Regions from separate parts of the Mus musculus genome. Here region 2 is linked to region 1. The links are chromatin contacts, called in public Hi-C maps. All regions are on one chromosome and are shown on one strand. The core of a region is the stretch at or near the end of the contact, and the rest is flanking DNA. Distances in the headings are between cores, read along the strand shown. Region 1 holds the start of Asph (aspartate-beta-hydroxylase). Region 2 has its middle 10 kb from the start of Gm24152.

Region 1 (3,740 bases), core at 178-2,677:
CCACAATGGGCTGGGCCCTTCCCTCTTGATCACTAACTGAGAAAATGCCTTACAGCTGGATCTCATGGAGGAACTTCCCCAACTGAAGCTCCTTTCTCTGTGATGACTCCAGCTTGTGCCACGTTGACACACAAAATCAGCCAGCACAAGGGATTAAAACATTTGTGGAAGCTAGTTAAGATTGAACCTTTAAAGCATCAACTCTATAATAGTGTTTTGTGAGTAATTAAAATTTTTTATCTTGGGGATGGAGAGTTATTTATCTATTGTAGTTTAGATATCAGCACCTTCCATTAAGTGATATGGATCAGATTTGCCTCTCTGCCTCCCCCCATTCCCATCATTGTTTCCTGCTGAAAGAATGTCCTTTGTGGGCAAGAAGTTGTGTTCAAAAGAGAGGACTCCTGGGTGCCGAGGAGGCTCAGAGATAAAGAAATGCAGTAAGAATGGACGGCAGCACCCACCTTCATGGCTGTGTGAAAACGATGCCCTCTTTTTCCCTGTTCTGTGAGGCTCTTGGGTTCCACTTTTTTCCCCGGGCGGTACCCAGTATTCACAGCTGACAAGGCAGAGGCCAGTGGACCCTAATGATGGTCAGTGGTGGTTGAGGAAACTGCAGTCTCAGAAGGGGTCGTCCCACAGCAGTGGCTCACTCTGGGTCTTCTACAAGGGGCTGCTTCCAAGAACTCCTGGAAGATCTCGACATTGACAGCAATGTATTAAATCACCACATACTTCATGTTTTTTTGTTACCCACAGACACCATGTGGGCAATTGGTAACAAATGATCATGGTCTCTGCTGGACCTTGGCTGGTTCATCCAGCTGTTGCCATTTTTCTTTTGAATATTCAGTTCTCAATCCCGACGCAGTACACTGCATAAGCATAGGAGATCAATGGCTGGGGACATGAAGAAATTCTAGGTATTAGTGTGATGAGAGTGTTGTGCATGGTTAAGAAAATAGGGTTTTTGAGTCATGTTAACATTTTAATGTCTTAACTAAAGGTTCTCCAAAACTACTGATGGCACAAATCCTTATTTTTGACACTGGAAGGCTCAACAATCACAGTGTACTGGCGGAACTGTGGCAAATCCTTTTCAAAGAGAGGGCTTGCACCCTTGGTCGTACTTAGGCACCGGAACCAAATTCCCAAGAAGCCAAGAGGTGGTGCGCAGCTCTCGGGCACCGCCCTCATACCCGCCCCATCCCGTTGGAGCCAGAACACCAACGCTCGCGAGAGTCCTGCCGGCTTCCACGTTTGCCACGTTCCAGAGGATCCAGGCAGACTAGAAAGCCACAAGCCGCTGGGGCTTTGCAGTCACTGCGCAGCAAAAGACAAGCTTTGGCCTGAGGAGGGCAGGCGCGCGTAGCCTGCCCCGCCCCCTGCCAGCGGTCCTCGGGATTGGCTCGTGTTGGCGTCTTTCAGATCTGGTGGGTGGGCAGAGGCTGGCGTGGGCGGGGCCGAGGCCGGGGGGAGCTGAGCGCTCTTGGCAGCCTAAGGAGTCGCAGGCTGGGCGCACGCGAGGCTAACCGCGCGGCTGCACGCTGGTGCAAGTCGTCCGAGGCGCAGCGAGCGCAGTGGACGCTAAGGCGCTGCTACAGGAGTCTCGAAGCCCCGGTGTCCCTAGTGCACTCAGCAAGGCCCCGGTTCTCTGCAGTCCCCGGAGCAGCTCGCGATGGCCCCGCGCAAGAACGCCAAGGGCGGCGGCGGCAACAGCAGCAGCAGCGGCAGCGGCAGCGGCTCGGGCAGCGGTAGCCCGAGCACGGGTAGCAGCGGTAGCAGCAGTAGCCCCGGGGCTCGGAGAGGTCAGAGTCCCCGCAGGCCAGGCCCTGGCTGCGGGCGGGAGCCGGGTGGGCGCTGCAGGTCTGGTCTGATCCTACGTCCGCCGCTCCTCTCCATCCTTAGCGAGGCTCCTGTGTGCGCGGGGCGAGGCCGCGCTCACCGGGCGGGGAGGCGGAGGAGCAGAGTCGGCCGGAGGGGGACCCCTAGCACCAGCCTGCCCGAGCATTGGCCGGCCCTTTCTTGCCTTTCCTGATGGAAGCTGGGTGTAGAGGGCCCTTTATCTTTTTGCAGTTTTCGGGGCGCTTGACCCTGAGCCAAAGTCAGAGAAAGTAAGTTTCAGCCTGGCCAGCAGCGTTGAGGAGCGGCTTGGAGGAGTGTATTCAAGGGCCGGGATGAGACTTGATGCTTCGTTCTTGCAAATTATTTTAAGGAGTTTTGTTTAGTTTTCTTAATATGTATTGCGTTTGCCTTTTAAAATACAAAGGGACATCATAAAGTACTATAGGGATTTTCTCTGTGCCTCCTTTTTCTTTTCTCAATAAAATAAAATAAAATCATAACCCCCCCCCCCCCAAAAAAAAAACCCAACCAAACAAAAAACCCAAAACCCACAAACAAAAAACCCTACTGGTTATTCACCTTTCTTCTCCATGTGCTTAGCCAGCAGAGTGGAGAACAGATGTTTTAAATCTGTTTCGTGTCAGATTTCACCGGTTCTCGGTTTCTCTTATATTTCCTTTGACTCATATTTAGAATATTGGAACTGGAACACACATGTGTATTGAATGTGAGCTCTCAATATCACTGGAAATGATTTAGATTCTATGCTTTGGTCTATGGGCAGCTCATTATTATATGTCATATATAGATTGGATGATTATGGTTTTATTAGTATATGTCAGGACGATAGATGAGCCAACTATGGTTTTTCTTCATAGCACTTGCTGTCTTCATGTATATTCTGTCTTCATGTATTGTCTTTGTTTCACTCTCTTCTATTCCCCATTATCAACTAGAATAGTTCGTTTCCTTAATAGCTGTGCAATAAATATTTGATTAGAAAATGAATGAATAAATGTAAATGGGGAAAGTTAGGCAGTTAAATCCATTGTACACATTAACATTCTGAGAGCTGTTTGTATTCTTAATGGAAAGGACTCTATGTACACAGTTTGAGGTCCAAGGCCACTGTAGTAATTAATTCACCTCAATACCGGTAAAAATGACATTCAGGCTCTCTGGCTCCTAAGTCAGCTAATCTGACATCGGCAGCGCCATTGCTTTGTGGTTGGAGCATAGATTTGAAGTATGTGAATGAGAAGAGCCTACTGAATGTTGAGGAGAAAGCTAATGAGCAAGATTTTAATGTGTTCTGTAGCGATTGCCTGGTGAAATGCGTCTGCTGCTGTCCTGGGAGCTTTGTGTGTGCTGGGGAAGTGCTTTAGCCGCTGAGCTACATCCTAGACTTTCATCTCTATCCTTTACACCCTGATTGCATCCAGGGAAGTCTCTTATGAGGCCTGCCAGTACAGAGAGTGTGCACCGTCCCCTGATAAGTACCAGTGTTACAGTCAGCTGGTAGGGCTGGGAAACCCCAGGATGTATAGTACCTTATTCTTAGGATGTATATATAGTCCCTTATTCTATCATTAGGATGTATAGTCCCTTAGTCTATCATTTGCCCACACTTTAGAGTGACATAACTATAATGAAGCACAATTTCATTCATAATGAATGAAACACCTGTGTTCTAACCCCTCCCCCCAAACTCGAGCCTAAATTACACAGAGCGCATGATTCTTCCTAGGCCATTATTTTAAATAACTATTTCAGTAACTACTGAGTTCTGATTGGGTGAAAGAGAAGGCACCCCAGGTGGAAACTAAAACTCTTCTTCCCTTTGTGCTAAACAGTTACCATTATAATGGGAAAGCGTGGTTCTGTTTATTGCTTTC
Region 2 (3,556 bases), core at 814-3,313, 36 kb before region 1:
CAGCCCACTTTAGTCCGTGTACCACCTGTAAGGCCAGGGAGTTAATTCATGCTACCAGAGCCTGGAGGAGAATTCTCTGTTGTGAGAAATTCCCAGAGGGACTCTGTAGTTTCTTGCATATCCTTCCAGAGGAGAGATCACTGCTTATGAAGCAGCCTGGATATGATTTATAAAGGTCAGAAGACATACACGTAATGTACACATGGTTTTATTGAGACTCAGTGAGGTAATGACTATGGGGCGTCTATGGATTGAGGAAACTAATATCTGCTGATAGCAAAGGTATGGGGAATATTCATAGAATCTAATTAGAAGAAGGAACCAACACTAAGAGATTTTATAATGACATTCTGTCCACTGTACCAGTTTCTGCGTGGCACAAGCAAATTCTAGCTGAGGCTAATTTTGGACTTGTAAACAAGGACACCTGTGCTACCAGCTGCAAAGCTTTATGTTATAGCTTGACTATGAAATACTCCCAACAGGTTCATAGAGTGTGAGCTTGATTGCTAGATAAAAGGCTTTTGGGACACGACTGCCTCCTGAGAAAACTGACCTAATTGGTGGAGTTGCTTCCCTCAATGAATAGATAACATGGTGGTATTGTAGCTGGTGGGTCTAGTCAGAGGAAATACATTGTAGTGATGGAAATACCTCTAGGAACTGTCATTCGGGGACTGCACCTGCCCTAGTGTCATATACTCCCTTCTCTCTGCTTTCTGTTTAGCACGATGGAGAGGAGAGCCCGGGGCACACAATGTCACAATCATGATTTTCTACCCAATCACACAAGGTCAGTCCACCACGGAGTGAACCCTCAACAAAGGTGAGCGAAAAATGAATCTCCTCTTCTTTTGAATTGTTCTGTGTGATGTTTGACCACAGCACCAAATGCTTAGTACCCTCGGAAATAGAGTAACCACTCCTATAAGAGTAATGGTCATTGTTTCTGGCACTTGTGACCATGTGAAATGAGTCAACACACTGAAGCGGTCTTGGTATAAAGCCAGGAGCCAGGAGCAGTCAGGAGCAATTGGTACCAATGCTGCAGTTATCACGGCTGCTGCTCTGGGTGGGCAGCAGGAGAGCCTGCCTGTGCTACAAGGATTCTAGCTTGTGAAACGCCTGCTGTCACTCAGAAGCGCGCCACCCACACGGACTTAAGCTTCTGCAAGCCCCTGAGGTCTCCTCCCTGTTCACGCATCCGCATCCCACCTCTAAGCACAATGTGGAGTTGTGCTTTCTTAGTTGTACGAATAGCTACTCATTACACGAATAGTATTATCTCTCTTATGTTCTCAGTGAGTTTTAAGTCCATTCACATCCATTATCGTCTTCCTACTTTTCTATCTGCACTGCCAGAGTCAAGTAAACTGAACTTAGCCTACAGAGCTTTTGATTGTGAATTGTCTGTCCTGCACCAACAACCTTCCAAAATTCTTATTTTTGTACCACTGAAACATCTCCTTATTTCCTTTGAGCTCCCTTCCATTGCTAAGAGAACAACATAATTGTGGATTTAAAGTAACTTGCAGAAGAAGTCACAGCAGGCAGGCAAATGCTACTGTTTCTGAACCTGGCATTCTCAGACTTGAAGAAGGAACAGTATCAGCAGCTCAGTCTCTAATTACAGGAAGCCCAGACATTATAGGGAACACAGAGTGATGATAAGTCTTGGTTCCGCATCCGTTTCTGCCATTCTCTGCTCTGTAAAATTGGGCACTTACATTTCTTAATGTCACTTGACTCCTCTGTAACGTGGTGATAACAACGTAACTTCTGTGTGCTCTTGAGGATGTTAAATGAGATAATTCAAATGCACACTAGCAAGCTGGCCTTTTGAAACATCAACAAATTATTTTAACTTTCACCTGTAACAAATACACATATTTGAACTTCGGATAGTAACAACACTTCCTTCATATCTTTGCTTCATTGCCTACGTGGATAATAAAATGAGTTTTGTTCTAAACTTTCTCCTGTTATGTGTAGCTCTGGCTTGCCTTCTTTATGTGATCTGTTTGATCATGTGTGACTAGGAAAAGACCAACAGAGTCTTTATCTCCCCTCTGCCACTCAATACAAACTGGCAGGCAAACGCTAACTTCTGTATTATGTGTGCAGACAAGGGCTGTACTAACCGTGCCCTGACCTGCTTCCCAGTATTCCTTTTAATCTCCAAGGGGAAAAATTTGCCCCCTCGCAGTTTACCCTTTCTCCCCTCTTTATTTCACCCCCCAAGATGAAATAAAAATTGTTAACTTTAATGTTCTCTTAAAAACACTGTATAAATCACATTAGGAAAGGAAGAAAGGAAAGAAAGTAAGGGAGGGAAGAAGAGAAGAAAGGGAAAGGAAGGAAGGAAAGGGTAAGACAGGGGAGGGGAGGGGAGGGAGATGTCTGTCTCTAAGAAGTGGCTGGTAAGCAGGATACCCAGAGAAGGTCTATCTGTGTGCACAAGCATATAATTTCAGGAATGCTCATTACTTGAAGATGACCCTTAACTTTAGTGGGGGCAATTTTTGTGCTCTCAAAAGTCACCTAATTACTGAAATACAAGTAGCTTCTGAACTGACGTGATGAAGAAGAAATTAAGAGTATTACCCATGAAGCACTTGTAAGTAGAGAGACAGGAGCTATTTTCACTTATGCAGTACTGGAGGAATCTGCAGTGGATGTGAGCTAGTCGCTGCACATATAAGTCCCTCTGAAGAGCAGAGAAGTAACTACCTGGTTGGGCTGAAGGAGTTTGCATAGTAAGTGTGACTCCTTACTGTCTCAGGCATGAAAACACTAAAAGATGACCAATTTCAATAAAGATGACCTGAATGTCTACTCAATTCCCACCATAAGGTCTACAAGATGTAAATGGGCTGATCAGCCTGGCAGTATTCTTCCCTTGCGGCCTCTCCCATACTTGGGGTTTCTTCCTTTCCCTAATAATTCAATTTTCATAGCTGCTCCCTCCTGGCTCACATTCCACTATTATCCTTGGGGTGAAACAAAGAAATCAGATGCTACTGGCTTGGGTAGTGGCAATTAACTGTTCAGACCTCTAGTACTCCAAGTTAGGGATACCAGGATCCAGGAAAGCCCCGCCGAACTCCCAAAACTCACATGAGCTTTAAAAAATTGTATTGGAGCCAAAAGTGGACTTGAAACCCCACTTTCCTCTGAGTACTTTAGAGTGGTCTTTGGAAATCTCATACAAATGATGTTTGTTTGTTTGTTTGTTTGTTTGTTTTACTTGGGATATGTGATTTTGGTATGTGTATGTATTTTGTTTGCTTTGTTATTATTGTTTGTTTGTTTGTCTGTTTTTTTGAGACAAAGTCTTGCAAGGGTATCCAGGGTTGTTTCTGATTTGCTCTGAGTTCAAGATGCCCTTGAACTCTTAGCAATCTTCTAGCTTCACCTGTTGAGTATTTGATTACAGATGTTCATCATGGCACCTACCTCTTATTGTTGGTATTTTTATAATTCATGCTAAGTGTCTTCTTTACCTTTTTATTGCAATGAAAAAAATTTCATGACCAAGGAAACTTATAAGAGAAAG

The links. A called contact is a pair of places that touch in the nucleus more often than the background predicts.
Region 2: a Hi-C map of the HPC-7 cell line shows a contact between it and region 1, with 4 times the contacts expected there. The contact joins the enhancer-like site here to the promoter of Asph in region 1. A contact is called at or near these places in 3 of 39 promoter capture datasets (the HPC-7 cell line and macrophages), 1 of 15 datasets of contacts at CTCF or cohesin (the G1E-ER4 cell line), 5 of 484 Hi-C or Micro-C datasets (the G1E-ER4 cell line, the HPC-7 cell line, cerebral cortex and 1 more), 3 of 115 datasets of contacts at active chromatin or transcription factors (the HPC-7 cell line and embryonic stem cells) and 3 of 9 other capture datasets (adipose tissue, liver and pancreatic islet).

Annotation. Positions count from the first base shown.
Region 1 is chr4:9,666,849-9,670,588 of GRCm38.p6, reverse strand. It overlaps Asph (aspartate-beta-hydroxylase), which reads left to right and starts at 1,427. Exons shown (of 24, transcript NM_023066.3): 1 at 1,427-1,808. The coding sequence starts at 1,679.
Region 2 is chr4:9,704,073-9,707,628 of GRCm38.p6, reverse strand. No RefSeq gene overlaps it. Among named protein-coding and RNA genes, the nearest start is that of Gm24152, 10 kb to the right of the region's middle. Within about 2 kb of position 2,063, at least 29 of the 459 cell types and tissues checked have an H3K27ac peak or open chromatin away from gene starts, as enhancers often do. A contact at or near this core is called in the G1E-ER4 cell line, the HPC-7 cell line and cerebral cortex, where this site is marked.